Regions from separate parts of the Arachis hypogaea genome. Here region 1 is linked to region 2. The links are chromatin contacts, called in public Hi-C maps. All regions are on one chromosome and are shown on one strand. Each heading gives the region's core, a stretch centred on a gene start, on an enhancer-like site or on the middle of the called end of the contact. The rest is flanking DNA. Distances are from core to core; before and after follow the strand shown.

What was found. A called contact is a pair of places that touch in the nucleus more often than the background predicts.
Region 1: a contact with region 2 is called in a Hi-C map of leaf, with 4 times the contacts expected there. The contact joins the promoter of LOC112715728 here to the promoter of LOC112715723 in region 2. A contact is called at or near these places in 3 of 8 Hi-C or Micro-C datasets (leaf and an unstated tissue).

The regions. Positions count from the first base shown.
Region 1 is chr10:77,826,874-77,829,573 of arahy.Tifrunner.gnm2.J5K5, reverse strand. LOC112715728 (heavy metal-associated isoprenylated plant protein 9) reads right to left here and starts at 1,416. Exons shown (of 5, transcript XM_025767540.3): 1 at 1,214-1,416; 2 at 719-881; 3 at 431-603; 4 at 215-305. The coding sequence starts at 1,234.
Region 2 is chr10:77,446,847-77,449,546 of arahy.Tifrunner.gnm2.J5K5, reverse strand. LOC112715723 (nascent polypeptide-associated complex subunit alpha-like protein 2) reads right to left here and starts at 1,391. Exons shown (of 4, transcript XM_025767534.3): 1 at 1,008-1,391; 2 at 775-883; 3 at 29-147. The coding sequence starts at 1,112.

The DNA of each region.
Region 1 (2,700 bases), core at 167-2,666, 380 kb before region 2:
CAAAAATCCAAAATTGATGATTCATATCCTCACCTTTAAGTGGCTCCACCAATAGCAGAACTACATTGGCTCCACCAAATTTTAATCACTAACAAACAAGTATTAATTTCTTTTCCTTCCTATCTATCCGTCCTTTCTCAGTTACAACTTACAAGTATTACAAAAAAGATATCCCACACATTGAAATGAAGAGGCACACACATAATTGGTATACCTTTCATTTTGAGTATCTTTTTCTTGAGTTGCTCAGCACAGGCCTCACAGTGCATGTTCACGTTAAGTTCCACAGAAACTGGAGCACTAACCTGAAACGGCAACCAGTTACAAATTATTAATTTATTGACATAAAAGTTTGGTATATCCTCGAAGCAATGTATCAAATTTTTATGACAGATAAAGAGAATAGACGGACTAACAAATAACAATTTACCTGAGAAGTAACAACTTCTGGTGCTGCCTCTCCTTCTGCTAGAGGCAATGGAGATATAACATTGGCTCTTCTCTTTGCTTTCTTAGTAATTATGTTGCAAATTGCTTGAGGCTCCACTATTCCCTTTATGGTCACTTCATTTTTAGCCATATCAATCACCACTCCCTCAATACCTATTAGAAGATAAACACATGAAAACCATGAGGAGTGGACAAGCATATGCATGGTATGTATGTATCTGGAATCAAATGCAAAGAGAAAGGGTGACAGAAAGATGAGATAACTAACCTTTCATTTTCATAACGTATCTCTCAATCTTCTTGACACATCCCATACAATGCAAGTCCACAAACAATACACATGGAGATGGTGGTTTCGCCTCTTGCTTCTCTTCTTTCTTCTCCTCTGCTGGCTTTTCCTTTGGCTTAGACTCACCCTTAGGTGGTTGTTCCTACCCAAGGCCAAAGAAAGAGAGAATAAAAACCAGTTAATCTATTAAAAAAAAAAAAATACATGCTATTTTTATACCAAAAATCAGCTACTAAATCAACTATCATATAAAATAAATGTTGAAATACAAAAGCATTTAGAAATAAATACCTATTGATTAATTTGATGGCTAAAACGACAAATAAGCAGTATATATAAACGTAATTGGCTTGATTTTTTATCCACCTAGAGAAGTATATATAAACAAAAAGCACAATTCTTTTTGTATTTGATTTATGTTTTCAAGATTCAAACATAGCCTAAGAAACCAGAATGGCAAGAAAGAAGGCTAACCTGTTTTCCTTCCTCACTCATTTGCTTTATCAATGGGAAATGGGAAATGAAATTGCAGTTCTGAGGGGCCTAAAAATAAAAGAGATGAAGAGGGCTAACAGCTACAAAGAAGAAGATTTATATTACAAGGAAGGGGTAGGAGTATGTTAGATGGTATAAAGCTAAACTAAGTTATTCAAAGCACGTGTAGCTGCACAAAGAACAAATTGTAATGTAAAGAGAAGAGTCGTATTTATAGAAATAGAGAGGGAGGTTAATATAATGGTAAATCAATAAAGCTTTGGAAATGATAATACTCTTTGTTACCCACCGACTGGTAGATTTTTCATGACAAAGTTGTGAAGTGTCACTTTGTCAGACATGCATGGCATGTGTGTATGTGTGGCACCCCTTTAGGACAACCTGGAAAAGCTTTGTTTTGTGTATTACCTTACTACTATCTAGATATAGATCTTTAGCATGAGTACCTACTCTGAATCTTATGATAATTTTAATTAATATAAATTTTAACTAATATAGATAAGTGTGTGTGTGACGTCTCATTTTATATCATATGTCGAACAAATTTAAAATTTGATTAGTATTAAAATAGTATCACATTAATTTGATGGAACAGAAGTGTAAGTTGGTTTAGTGTATAATATAAGATACATGTATAGTTACTCTTTGATATTGGCATTTTTTCAGATCCACAAAAATAGGTATAGAATTATTAAACTGATAAGCAAATGATAACCTGCCACTTAGGCTAAAAAAATTAAAGATGTACCGTGTGCATTCCATGTCATAAAAACACTTTTAAATTCGAAGTTGGATCAGGTTATGCTGCAGTTAGCAGGGGGTGACAACTAATAAGCCTTGAAGTGAGGACCTAGGGTGAATCCAATAAGAGAATTGTAACTTATTTCTTTTGAAGCATGTAATTTTGATTAATCTAATATTTGCTGGGAATCTTTCTCTGAGAAGTGAGAACAAACAGGATAAGGGTAACCTTTCAAAACTGTTGGCTCACCGCTCACGAGTTAGAACCCTCTGGGAAAAAAAAATATTCCCGCCAAATTTGTTCTTTCTCTTGTTTATTCCACCAGATTTTCAAATTTAAGAAGCATTTAAGTTATTCATGACTCGAATTTTAATAATAAGATGAATTCCTCTAATCAAATGAAAATGAGTGCACATGAAATTGCCAATACATTTTAGTTTTTATTCTACTCAAAGCTTAAACTTCTTGTAACATGTGACCAATCAAAGATATTCGGTTGCTGTCTATAAATGGTAACATTAGATTTATACATGAAAAAATGGGTTTAATTTCTATGAAATGCTAAAATATATATATAATCTCCGCGGCAATATTTAGTAGTTATGATTTCATTGCAAATTGAAATTAAATTTGATCATAAACAAATGAAATGAGTGAAATGTTATGACTGATGATATATTATGATACTTTGAAAATGAGATTAACTGTTTAAGTATTCTCTTTT
Region 2 (2,700 bases), core at 142-2,641:
GCTTGCGGCTTACACACTCATAACTCACATTTTTTGTTCTCTTGATTGTGACACGACTAACACCAGTTACAGGCTTCAGCCCGAGCTTCAACATTGCCTTTCGACTCTTCTTCTCACTTCTGCTCTGCTTTGAACCCTCGGCACCGCCTGCATCTCAGCCCAAAAAACATAATAATAGATATTTAGGAAAAGGATTAACATTCAACACAAGTGCTTCAATGCATATATGGTGTTGAATTGGAGGCATATAATAATAAGTAGAACACATTCATTGTGTTCTCTATATGTAAGGCCATTAATGTCATAAGTAATTTCGCGACCAAGTAATAGAAAATAATGTAACTCAAGATCAGTTAGCTTTACTAAAAGACATAGAGAAGAATCATAACACAAATAACAGGTACAGAGAGCAAAATGACACATAATTATTCGAAAGAACCCTACAACAGCAGAGCTCAAAGATTACACAATTCCGACAAAGGCATTCATATAAATGAGTATTGTATAGCAACTTTCAGCTCCAGCAACAATATAATCTAATTCATATATCCAACTAGAGCACGTGAGGTCATGAACGCCAATGAATTCAGAACAACATCATATTAAACTGCTATCAAGCTTCCTTTAGAACTTTATGTGTATACTACGCTAGAAACAAGTGGATCGAAATTCAATAGGATATAAAATAATTAGGGTGAAAATAATTTAAAAAAATAATAGAATAATACGTTAACGATATGGAGATTTAAAACAAATAAACACAAAGAAGAGAACCTTGAGCACCGTCTTCCTTGTCATCATCGTCGTCGTCGTCATCGTCGTCATCATCGGCGTCTTCGTCGTCGTCCTTGACGTCCTCAACAACAGGAGCTTCGTCTTCTTCCTGAGTAGAAAAAAGAAATAGATCACATAAATACATAAGAAACCAATCGAAACAAAACGGAAGAAGAAAAAGAAGAAGAATTGAATCGCATAGACAAAGAGAGAGAAGGCAAAATAGGGAGAACCTGGGGATGAGGCTTTTTCTTGTTGGTAGCGTCATCGACAGGAGGGAGTTGTTGGTCGGCGGTGGTGTCAGCGGCGGGTGCATCAACGACGGGACCTGGAGACATGGCAGCTAGCGGCGGAGCTCAATACAACACTGAGCTGAGAGCTGAGTTTAAGAAATGGATGAAATGGATAGACAGGGGATAACAACGCTTCTGCCTTTTCCTATGCAATCCTCTCCCTCAGTAACAACTACCAAGGGTTTCCAAACTTTATTGGGCCCATATTTGGGCCCATTTTTTTACCACCGTACTCCATCCCTTTATTCTTTCCCTTAAACATTATTGTTCACATATCAGATTAATTACAAAAAAAAAAAAAAATATTTATTTATTTTGGCGTCCAAAAATTTTGGATCAGACATTTAGTTTTTAACTAAAATTAATTATTCGATTGATTCATAACAATTAATTCCGTTAGTCACTTAAGTCTTTTGTTCCGTCAAATCTAACGGAGGACAAAATAATCTCTAACAACTCTAACAGGGGACAAAATGGTCCCTGATCCCGCTCTGTTCGAAAACAATACTGTTCTCCTCAAATTTTCATCATATCTCGCATAATTTTAACAGTCTAATACTGCAGCTTCAAGCTACATATTGCACCCTCTGCAATTTCAATGCTCACAAGAAGAAAAATTCTCAACTTATTCTTAACCAATTCATACTCAGGAAACTAATGACTATGTCTCTAAGTACTTCTCGTCTTCGATGGATCCTATGAATCTAGATAGCAAGTCCAATTTGTTAAAACCCGTCGTCATCGTCGCCATATCCCTCCTCCTCTGTCCTATCATCACCATGACCACATTGTCCACCACTCCGATCACTTCCTTCAGCTTCTTCTCTGAACCAATGTTCAGTAATCGCTTCAGTTTTCATATGAGCGGTGATAGCAACATTGCTCGTTGTACTGATAGGTTGGATGCGAGGTCAAAGCTGTATCCCATCATAGACTTTAGGAGAGAAGGAATGAATCACTCGGGGGCCATTTTAAATGAGAATTTGCATATGATGTCGAAGGAGAATCTTCTCACGATGTCCTAATATCCAACAATCTATATGATTTCTCGAAAGTGGAGAAAGGTATGCCTTTGTGGTAGTTGTGAAACTTGGTCTTGAGGATGTGATGGACGTTGTCAAGGCTGGAGGTGATACTGTTATCGAGGACGTGGAGGTGGATGGTTCTAGTAGGTGAAGGGCAGAGGAGGTGGGTGGTGTACCAGTCACAGAGATTTGGAAAGTTAGTGATCCATGAGATGTTGAGGTAGGTGCGATGATGCGTGAGCATCTTTCCTATCTTTTTCTAGTGAATTTGTATCTAATTTGTTGAGTTTAATCAAGAAATAATTATATTTTAGCCATTATGGATGCTATTTTGAGTTTTGTGCAATACTATTTATTTTAGGTAGCATTCGGCTGGATTTGATGAAGTTTCAGCAGCACAAGAACAAAAGAAGATGGCAGCGAGGAGCGACGCGTACGCATGCGAGTGATTTGGAGATATACATGGTGACGCATGCGCGTGACTGACGCGTACGCGTGATTTGAAGATTTGCTCAACGACGCGTACGCGTGACTGATGAGCGGATAATTTATACGCTTTTTGGCATTGTTTTTAGGTAGGTTTTAGTAGGATCTAGCTACTTTTAGGG